2 separate regions of the Drosophila melanogaster genome follow, and region 2 is linked to region 1. Evidence: chromatin contacts called from public Hi-C data. All regions are on one chromosome and are shown on one strand. The core of a region is the stretch at or near the end of the contact, and the rest is flanking DNA. Distances in the headings are between cores, read along the strand shown.

What was found. A called contact is a pair of places that touch in the nucleus more often than the background predicts.
Region 2: a contact with region 1 is called in a Hi-C map of the Kc167 cell line, with 4 times the contacts expected there. A contact is called at or near these places in 36 of 107 Hi-C or Micro-C datasets (the D17-c3 cell line, the Kc167 cell line, the ML-DmBG3-c2 cell line and 13 more) and 1 of 7 datasets of targeted methods (the Kc167 cell line).

The regions. Positions count from the first base shown.
Region 1 is chr3R:16,261,955-16,267,501 of dm6, forward strand. bor (belphegor) reads right to left here and starts at 2,161. Exons shown (of 6, transcript NM_001260206.1): 1 at 2,116-2,161; 2 at 1,776-2,062; 3 at 1,193-1,667; 4 at 308-1,132; 5 at 37-235. The coding sequence starts at 1,998. It overlaps asun (asunder), which reads left to right and starts at 2,317. Exons shown (of 3, transcript NM_079655.4): 1 at 2,317-3,969; 2 at 4,034-4,339; 3 at 4,400-4,937. The coding sequence starts at 2,399. The coding sequence ends at 4,592. Mst89B reads left to right here and starts at 5,058. Exons shown (of 3, transcript NM_142272.2): 1 at 5,058-5,208; 2 at 5,269-5,483. The coding sequence starts at 5,142.
Region 2 is chr3R:16,643,601-16,649,147 of dm6, forward strand. It overlaps CG10324, which reads right to left and starts at 3,404. Exons shown (of 3, transcript NM_142314.3): 1 at 3,191-3,404; 2 at 2,420-3,141; 3 at 1,472-2,346. The coding sequence starts at 3,327. The coding sequence ends at 1,574. CCT3 (Chaperonin containing TCP1 subunit 3) reads left to right here and starts at 4,005. Exons shown (of 4, transcript NM_169727.2): 1 at 4,005-4,329; 2 at 4,388-4,449; 3 at 4,535-5,034; 4 at 5,101-5,547. The coding sequence starts at 4,296. Arl6IP1 (ADP-ribosylation factor-like 6 interacting protein 1) reads left to right here and starts at 5. Exons shown (of 3, transcript NM_142313.3): 1 at 5-308; 2 at 418-783; 3 at 948-1,571. The coding sequence starts at 285. The coding sequence ends at 1,151.

The DNA.
Region 1 (5,547 bases), core at 911-3,410:
CAAAGCACATAAGTTAATACACATTTTCAAACCCACCTTCTGCTTATGCTGCTGAGCAGCGGAGTAGCACCTGTCCAGGACCATCTTCTCGGTGAGCAGACCATCCTCGGAGGCATAGACTGCCGCCTGCCAGGACACGCCCAGCTTGGAGATTTCTCGACCCGACATACCCTCGCACAGAGCGGCCATCTTCGAACACGTCTTTCCGTAATCAAAGGTGTCCAGTTTGAACCGCCTAGAAGATTATAAATGGTTGTGAACAATTATCAAAAAATGTTCCAACTGCAAGAGCTCTTGCAATACTCACTTGGCACCCGCAGCGGCAGGCTGCAGCACATATTTGTCGAAGTACAAGCGCAAGAGGCGTTCCCGTTCCTCCAGGCCAGGCAGCGTGAACTCCACCATTTCATCCAGACGATCGTTGATGGCATAATCAAACTGCTCGGGAGTGTTGGAGGCCAACACAAGCATGAACTTGGGATTCTGCTCGGAAGTGCGGTACAGGAAGGCGTTGAGGGCGGCACGCAGATCCTCCGAGATCTTCTCAGAAGAACGTTTGCGTAAGAATGCATCCGCCTCGTCCACAAAGAGCAGAAGTCCGCGGCGTGAGGTGTGCGACCAGTCGAACACCTTGTGGATGGCGGTTACGCCCTCCTTGCCCATGGGCGCCACATCGCCACCGGTCATGATGGCAAAGTCCATGCCAGAGTGTTCGGCCAGCTTCTTGGCGAACATGGTCTTGCCCGTTCCTGGCGGCCCGTGCATCAAAACATTCCTGTACATGCCCTTGTTGATACGTGTGTTCTTTGTGGCGATGGCAATGTCACGAAGCCGTTCCTCCAGCTTCGGATTTAGCACAACGCCCTGCAGCGCATCGGTCGGCTTGGCGCGCAGCCTCTTCAGGTAGTGCAGCGGGTTCTTAAGGGCGTCCAGAAAAGCAAAGCGCGACGTCTCGCCAACTAACGTAGGTTTACCAATGCGCGCCTCCACATATCGAGAGACCACTCCAGTGGCGCCCTTGGCCGTGTACACACCCAGGGCCAACAACGAAAGTCCTCCGGCGGCGGTCAGCACCTTGTCCCAGTCGGTAAGCATAGCCTCAGCACCGGCACCGATAACAGTACCAGCGGTTCTGTGAATAAGTAACACAAAATCAGTTATTTCATCCTGCCTAGTTTGGGGTATCACTCACTTGATGCCCTCCAGTACGGTTGTTCGATGCTCCTGCGCCTTGAGACGGATCTTCTCCAAATTAATATCCCGGTTCTCGCGATCCACTCGTGCCTTGGCGCGCAGTTCGTGTTCTAGAAGCTTAAGCCGGTTCTTCTCCTTCATCTCGATCTCGTGCTCGATGGTCTGGCGCCGCATGGCCTCTTGACGCTGGACGCTCTCCTCCTGCTTGCGCAGGTTTTCCTCCTGTACGCGCTGCTGCTGCAACAGCTGATCCTCATACCGCTTGCGGGACAGCTGATCCTGGTATTGGGCACGCTGCTGCTGCTGCTTGGTCTCCTCGATGAGAGTTTTGCGGCGCTCCTCGTGGTCGATGCGCTTCTGCTCGACCTTGGCCTGCTCGATATGGGCTTCGTACTCCTTGACCTTGGTGTTGTACTCCGTTTGGCGGGTGGCCTCCTGCATCTTGGACAGCTCGAGGGCCTCCCGGGCGTGTTCTGCACAAGATTAACATGGGTTATGGACATGGACTCTGACGCATACGCACGTTGTGATAGCGTGGCGCATGCCGGTTATGCAATTGGCTGATGAAATTTTGTTCTTACTTGAGCGCTCCAGGGTTTTGGCAGCATCCGCTGCACGTTCCAGCGCCGACGAATCGAAGCGGTACGCTTCCATGGCCTTGCGCTCCGCCCGGCTCAGTTGCGAATCCCCGGACTTCTCGCCGGCCGTCCTGCCCTCCGGATCGGCAGCTCCTCCTCCTTCCGAAAAGCCGGCGGTCTGATCCGGCTGAGGCTGTTGGCGGTTCCTGCCCAAAAGCCACGACATTTTCCTAATATGTTGGCTTGCGCTTCTCGCGCTTTTCACTCAGTGTATGGGAAAAAAAAACAATCTAGAAAATATTATGAAATTTAGACAGCTTTCGCTTAACAACGTGATTCTTACTACTGAGCAGCGCTGCCAGATTCGGTAAATTGGAGACGGACAAATTGAAATGAAGTTATAAATACATCGATATATTTTTTTTAAATGTGTGCTTTTTTGTTGAATTTGAGAAAAGAGCTTTTTAACACAGTTTAGTAAATTTAAAAAAATAAAAAAAAATTAGCTGTGGTGAATTTGGAATTCGAAAACAGCTGTTCGTGGTGAACAAAGATTGTAAACAATTAGGATTCAACGTTTGCGTTTGTTTGATTTCCCGGCAATTTAAGTTGTCCACGAGTCCACCATGTTCGAACGCAACCAGAAGACCATCTTTGTGCTGGACCACACCCGATACTTTAGCATCGCCAGCGAGGAGTACATCTCGATGGACTTCCTAAAGGGAAAACCATCTGCAGACGGCGGCGCAACAGGAGCGGCGGGAAATGCAACCGGCAGCGGTGGATCCCAATTCAGCAAGAGCCTGTGGACATGCGCCTGCGAATCCTCCATCGAGTACTGCCGCGTGGTCTGGGATCTCTTTCCCGGCAAAAAGCATGTGCGGTTTATTGTCTCGGACACGGCGGCGCATATCGTGAACACCTGGAGGCCCAGCACGCAAAATATGGCGCACGTGATGAACGCAATGCTAATTGTGGGCGTGCCGTCGCGCAACGTACCCACATCTTCTGACTACTCGGTAATCCATGGCCTGCGGGCCGCCATCGAAGCGCTGGCGGAGCCCACCGATGAGCAGTTGGCGGCAATGGCCGACTTTGGGACCGACGAACTGCCGCGCATTCCCAACAAGGGTCGCGTCATCTGCATAACTTCAGCGCGTGACAATACCAGCATGAAAAGCCTGGAGGACATCTTTAACACCGTGCTGGTGCAGCAGAACACCCTAGCAGCTCCGCCCTCCAAGAAGGGACTGGTCATCGACCATTGCCACCTAGTTATCCTCAACATTGTGCCGCTGGGCGTTGAATCGTTGGTTACCAATCGCAGCCTGCTCAAGATATCGCCGCTGCTTGATGTCGAGATCCACACAGTCAGTGCCCCGGATATTTCCTATAAGCTGACGCACCTCATACTGAACCATTACGACCTAGCTAGTACCACGGTGACTAACATACCCATGAAAGAGGAGCAGAACGCCAACTCCAGCGCCAACTACGATGTGGAAATCCTGCACAGCCGAAGGGCCCACTCCATCACCTGTGGCCCAGATTTCAGTCTACCCACGAGCATCAAGCAAGGTGCCACATACGAAACAGTGACTCTTAAGTGGTGCACACCGCGCGGTTGCGGCTCTGCAGATCTACAGCCCTGTCTGGGTCAGTTCCTCGTGACACCGGTGGACGTCACCTCGCGGCCCAGTTCTTGCTTGATTAACTTTCTGCTTAACGGACGTTCAGTCTTGCTGGAAATGCCGCGCAAGACCGGCTCAAAGGCCACCAGCCATATGCTTTCTGCACGCGGTGGCGAGATCTTTGTGCACTCCCTGTGCATCACGCGCTCCTGCATGGATGAGGCTCCATCAATTACTGATGGCCCCGGAGGACGTGTCTCGGACTATCGCACCGCCGAACTTGGTCAACTGATCAAGATGTCGCGCGTGGTTCCGCTCAAGGTTAAGGATCCATCTGCTCCGCCCTTGACGCGCCGGTTGCCTCGCTACTTCCCCCTGACCACCAGCTCTTCGATTCTGTTCCATCTACAGCGACACATCAGTTGGCTTCCGCATTTTCTCCATCTTTTAGTGAAGGAAGACATGGATAAGCAGGACGAGGTGCGGTGCCAGCAGCACATTCACGAGCTGTACAAAAGCGCCTCGCGTGGCGATGTCCTACCATTTACCCACACCAATGGAGCAAGGTAAGCAATTTATAGATATCTTTTATATATTTTCAATTTTTTATATTTAATTAACTCATTTCAGACTAAAGCTTTCCAAGGCCAAAGACCAGTACCGCTTGCTGTACAGGGAACTGGAGCAATTAATTCAACTAAATGCCACCACAATGCACCATAAAAATCTGCTGGAAAGCCTACAGAGTTTGCGAGCCGCATACGGCGATGCCCCGCTGAAGTCGGAACCTGGAGCAAGTCTCCTGCGCACCTACACGGAATCCCCACTCTCTCCCGAACGGCTGGAGCCCATCAGTAGCGTCGGTGCTAGTGGCAGCAGCAGCTCCAATAGCCTTCTCAAGGCGAGCAAGCGTCGCATGTCTAGTTGTGGGCAAAGGTATGTCGTATGTATGTATTTCTTGATAGAGTCCTTAATTCGCGCAATATTTGTCCCCAGATCCCTGCTAGATATTATATCCTCAGCAGAGCGAAGCCAGTCCAACAAACGATTGGATTTCTCGGGACGCCTTTGCACTCCGTTGGGTCAAGTGGCCAAGCTGTATCCGGATTTTGGTACCAAGGACAAAGACACAGTTACGACGGGGGCCAGTATTACGCCCAATGTTAAGGAGGAATCCGTACGTAGTTAAAATGGCACGGAGAACGCCGAATTTAAGCTGGGACTGTAGTATATATATATATAAAAGAAACATAATCATTTCCTTAAACAATGCTTAGTGTACGGCTTAATAGGAATTAATTTGAATGTAAAATGAAGTATTTTTCTGAGTTTCGTATAATCGCTTCTTTAAGACTGGGACAACATTACTGTGGAAGACGACATTATAATTCCTCTATTTAAGCTGCCTCAAATTGGATTAGTTTATGATTCAAACTGTTTGTTTAACTTAAGAAAATATAAACATGGGCCAATGAGTTTTTTTTAACTTGTGATTGTGATCTTTGGCACGGTAATAAAAACGAAAAGTACCCAGAATATAATTATAAATAAAATTCGTTTATTTATTAAACGGATTTAACTATTGAATTTAAAATTTCGAAATTGTCAAATTGTCAAATTTGTGGCCAATCAAAATATCGTTTTCTCCTTTGGTGTTTTATAGAAAAAATTGTATTCAAACGCTAAATTCTCAGATCGAATTTGATAATATTTTCCAAAATTTGTGTAATCTTTGGCAATGGCGAACAATTTTAACACGAGAAAAGTGATGCAGGTAGCGGAGGAGGGGGCACCACCTGTTCACAGTGAGCATCGATATTGATTATTGTAATATGCAGAGTATTGACTAACTTTTCTTCGGTAAGTTCCCATAATGGTTGGCAATGAGATTATTGTGCTCACCCAGCAGGACATTCGTCGTGTGGAAGACACGCGAGTGATAAGCTACAGTCGTGTAGGACCCAACGGGCAGTTTCTTCCCTTGGATACTTCTTCGCCAGGTGCGGTTTATTTCCCCCCGCCAAACACCACGCACTTCTGCACTTTGGATGATCTTCTCCGCAATGCTTCTGACAAAAGGGTCTGTATGCGAATGGACATCGAAGAGGATGTGAACCCTGCAAAGTCGACCAATGATACATGTC
Region 2 (5,547 bases), core at 2,154-4,653, 380 kb after region 1:
ATTTTAGCCAAATCAATACAAGATTTTTAATACAAACTTTTAAAACAGAGTTGTAAAGGGAAAAATTCGATAAGTTCCGATTGAAAGTGCAATCGCTGTTTGAGTGAAACAACCCCTGAATCAGTCATTTCAAAACGTCGATCAACGGTCACACTGCGACTTTGGCGACTTAAAAAACACCCAAGAAAATTGATTTTTCGCTCAAACCGAAAGCAACACCTTTGGGCATCAAATAGATTTCTCGGAATTGAACGCGCACCGCTAGGAAACAAAGAAAAGCCAGCATGGCAGCATCGCAGGTTGACCAGGTGAGCGAAGGGTGGAACTGCCGAAAGCTTTCCGGCCGGAAAACGGCGTCGCCATTGAAGCCCCATTAGTTAATATCATAATGATTCCTCATTTTCCGGCATTTTCCAGAAACGAGCACTTAACAAATTAAAGCACGACTTGGAGCCTTTCCGGACAGCCATCGTGGGAGCGTACGGCGTGCTAACCTGGGAGAAGCAGTACTACGCCGGAGTGGTGTTTGGCGTCATCAGCTGCCTGTACCTGGTGCTGTGGTACCTGGACTTGTCGCTGATTACCCTGCTGTCGCTGCTCGGTGTCATTAGCATTTTGCTGAACTACGCATTCCCCATGGTGTCGCGCCTGATCTTTGGCGGAGTCAACTGGGATGGCGACCAGGAGGCCAAGTTCGAGGACGTGTGCGGCCAGGTGTGCGCCGTCAAGGGCAGCCTGGTGGTCTGGTACGAGTACCTCTTCAACGAGCGGAAGTCCACAGTGGTGAGTAGATGCGGTAGAGACCGTGTGTGTATATGTATATGAAAACAGAGAAGCAGTTTCAGGGCCTAGTATGTGCAGTAGATCTTCTTCTGCAAGCTCAAGTGTAAATAAAAACTTCGGGTTCTATTATTATTTCATCTCACATTTATTCGTTTTGATTCCAGTTTGTAATCGTCATGAGTTTGGGTCTTTTGGCTATGGCCTGGATTGGAGCCATCATTAACAATCTACTGCTTATGTACTTGGCCACCCTACTCATCCTCATGTGGCCAGGACTACAGAACAAGGACATTTTTAAGGCCATCACCCAAAGGGCCTCGAAGATTATTAACGAGAAGATCCAGTGCGGCAAAAGGAAGCTGCAGTAAAGGAAAGCAACCAGATAAACTCATCACCATTTGACCAAAAATATAAAACATGCCTAAGTCATCTACTTGCCATTATGCACACATCGCATCACTAAATCACACATTAGGCGCATTGAATTTGAAACTATAAATATCTTAAAAGATAAGAGCAGCGCATACAGAAAAAAAAAACTCGGAAAACTAGCAAATCCGTGGTTCTGGCCCCATCACATCTCCTACTATAAGTTTGTAACATGTAAGACAGAAGTATTCTCGAAACGAGGCGTACGGAGAGAGAAAAAAACGCGCAACAAAAGACAAGGCATTTTTGTGATTATTTTGTGAGTTAATTGAAATTTATGATAATCCCAAGTAAGATAAAAAAAGGAACTTAAGCGTCTAATGAACTATATTTAAATAAAGATTTCAACTAAATAGATCAATCACTGACGGTCTCTTGACCTTGATCGCGTGCGGGACCTGACATGCTTGCTCCTCTTGGTCTTCTTTTTGTGCTTGCTGTGGTGACGACGATGGTTTTCACCGAGGCTGTCATCGCTCTCTAAGCTGGAGTCGTTGTCCGCCTTTCTCGACTTGTTCTTGGACTTCTTTGAGTGTTTTCTTGACTTGTGGCTGGATGATTTCTTCTTGTGCTTCCTGCGTTCATATGCAGAGTCGGAGTCGCTCTCGGTGGACTCTCCCGTATCGTCTGCCTCGTCTGAACTACTCTTTGTTCTTCTGGTGCTTCGGGGACTTTGCGAACGCTTTTGGTCACGGTCTTCCCGCTTCGACTTAGATGGGCTTCTGCCTCTGGGACTCGGCGAACGACGACGCTCACGTTCCTCGCGTTTAGATACAGAGGAGCTACCACTCCGCACATACTTCTTTTCTCGATCCACCTCCTCTTTGTTAGATTTGGCTTCCTTGTACGATTTTCGCTCGTCTTTGTACGTCCTGCGATGTTCGTCTTTGTACGTTTTTTTGTCTTCATATTTGTAAGACCTTTTATCTTCTTCCTTGCATTTCATGCGATAGTCTTCTTTACTAGATCTCTGGTCCCCTGGCTTCGAACTCTTTTGATTTTGAGCTTCATCCCGGTCTGATCTAATTTCTTCCCTGCGGTCTCTGTCCCTTCTTCCTGACGGATTTTCCTGCTTCACAATAATCTGGCCATGCTCGTTTTCATTTTTTTTGAATTCTTCGTATTTGGCAGTGTCTGAAAGTAAATGTAAAAGAAATATAAAAATGTCACAAATATAAAGGATTTGCATTTTCCAGGCTCCACTTACTTATGCACTTGCCATACTGAGAGTACTCCTTGCGGGATACGGGCTGACAAAGGAACTCGTTGAACGCCTCTTTGGCCCCTCCAATTGCCATTTTGACAATTACTCGCCCTGCATGGTCATCAAAACCTTGGATTTGGCCATACTGATCCTTCTGCTTTCCGCCCAGAATGCGCACGTACGCCTGCTTCTTAATCTCCAGTACCTCGTTCTTCTCCGGCTGGACCAGTAGAGCTTTAGGTTTGAGCGCCTTATCTGCTCCCAGGCCCATGCCTTTGGGTCGCAGAAAGGGGGCATCATCGATGGGTCCTGAGCCCTTCTTTTTTGGCGGTGGATCAACCCAGCCCATGCCGCGCAGCATGGCTAGGCCAAATTGTTGTATCGGTATGTTGTCATAGTCATCTAGTGTTGCCTCCTTGGCACCATCGAGAGGCAGTTCGTCTGCGCTTAGGGCGGGCAGGACAAGTTTCTGGTCATCTAGGCCTTCGGCACCGTTATTTTGGATGGCAGATATCAATTCCCGAGCTGCTCTCTGTTCCAGACTCTCCGTTGGACCGCCTGCGGTGACCTCTGCTATAGACTGAGCCACTGGAGTCACCTCCTCTGGATCCGGTTCCTCCTCGCCCAGCAGAACTGCCCGCCTCCTCATCAGACTCGCCAAAGCGGACGAAGTCTTCTGCATGCCTATCATTTTGATGGTAAGAGGAGCAGCTTCCACCTTTTCGCTAAATATTACATATGAGTATAAAACTATTTCAAGATATTTTAACTTACTCGACTGGCATGATTTCGTTTCCTTCCAAGCATTTTATCAACTCCACCTTGCTTTCCTCTTTCGGCTGCTTGCTGGGCAGAATGTTTGGTTTCTTGGACAATTTACTAAAGCCAAAAGATATCTTCTTGGCCTCCATGTTGTCTAGTTAAAAAATTAATAACTATTAAAAACAAATTGAAGCCGAAATGTATCGTAAACAAACAGGCCACAGCTGACTCGCGGTTTGTTATCGATATCGATAATTTATTTAATTTATGAAACGCTTACACTACACTTTTAAAGTATTTGCAAAACTTATTTGTTTTTCCATTTATATATAAAAACTACCATGAAATCCATTTAATACGTTTTGAGCAGTTTTATTGAATACAGCACAGGATCTTCAAATATTAAAAAGTTCGACGCTGTTTATGTAACTCATCATTCCAAGTAATCACTTTTCCCCCGTTATATTCAGAATATCCTCCAACATTTTCTTTTTCGAAGGTGATACAATTTTCATAAATTATATTTTAACTTCTTTTGAGTTTAGTTGGTTAGGCTTTTTAGGCTTCAAAATTTCCACATTTTAATTATGATGTGATAGAAATATGCTATATAACATAAATTTAAAATCCATTCGTAATATAAATTAATTTCCAGTATCACTTACACCGTAGAAAATATTATTTATTGTTACAAGTTTAATGTTTTGATTTCGCTTAAACCTCAGGGTGGAAAATTTAAAACCAAGTTAGGCGCCTTCAAAAAATCGCAGTTATGACGAATGTAATTCTGTGACATCGATAACAAAAGCTGCATAGTGTAAGTATACTGTTTCTCGATATCGATTCTTAAGAGAGCTGCTGCTTCGAATTGTGGAGAATTTGAATTAAACTTATAAGCGATCGCAAAAGTCAGTTAGCAGTAAGTGAGGAAAGAAAAGAAACTAGAAGAAGGAACTGGCAGAAGTAACTAACAAGCCGGTCCGCTCAATATCCTATCGAACCTTCTCGAATAATGTGTCATCGGCGGTTCTAACCTCACTCATTCTCTTTCAAACAGCGGCAGCGCCAGCACGAGTTCAATTGTTTTCACGCAGAAATAAATTAAACAGCCAGAAAGATGTTCGGTGGACAGCAGCCAATACTCGTGTTGAGTGAGTATGAAATTTGCACGTCGTAGAGCCCAATTGCAATCGAATTACCCGCCGACAGGTCAAAACACAAAGAGAGAATCGGGCCGCAAAGTGCAGTTGGAGAACATCCAAGCCGGAAAGGTATGCGTGACTCACATGTCTGGGTCTTGGGTTTTTGTGTTCTCGCGTTTTCCGACCATCTGTTGATTAAAACGTCTTTTTCCAGGCCATCGCCGATGTGATACGCACATGTCTGGGGCCACAGGCCATGCTGAAGATGCTGATGGACCCAATGGGCGGCATCGTGATGACCAACGATGGCAACGCCATCCTGCGTGAGATCACTGTGCAGCACCCGGCGGCCAAGAGCATGATTGAAATTGCTCGCACACAAGACGAGGAGGTTGGCGATGGTACCACATCGGTCATCGTCCTGGCCGGCGAGATGCTGGCCGCCGCCGAGCCCTTCCTCCAGCAACAGATCCACCCCACTGTTATCATTCGCGCCTATCGCGAGGCCCTCGAGGACATCGTCGGCCACCTGCAGTCCCAGCTTAGCATCCAGTTGGACGTCAAGGATAAGGCCAAGATGGCCGATGTGGTCAAGGCCTGTGTGGGCACCAAGTTCATTGGCAAGTGGTCCGACCTTGCCGTCAAGATTGCCCTGGACGCAGTCGAGACAGTGACGCTAAGTGAGAACGGCCGTCTGGAGGTAGACATTAAACGGTAAGAACGAAATTTGTTATGCATATTATTTTTGAATAAATAATTTTAACTTTGTTACTTTCACAGCTATGCCAAGGTGGAGAAGATCCCGGGTGGCGCCATCGAGGAGTCGTGTGTTCTTAAGGGCGTGATGATCAACAAAGACGTGACGCATCCCAAGATGCGACGCCTCATCGAGAATCCCCGCATCGTGCTGCTTGACTGCTCGCTGGAGTACAAGAAGGGCGAGAGCCAAACCAACGTGGAGATAATCGGGGAGCAAGACTTCACCCGCATGCTGCAGATCGAGGAGGAGTTTGTGCAGCGCATCTGCGCCGACATCATTGCCGTGAAACCGGATTTGGTATTCACTGAGAAGGGTGTCTCCGATCTCGCCCAGCACTATTTGCTGAAGGCTGGCATCACGGCCATCCGTCGGCTGCGTAAGACTGACAATCTGCGCATCGCCCGCGCCTGTGGTGCCACCATCGTGAACCGCACTGAGGAGCTAACCGAGAAGGATGTGGGCACGGG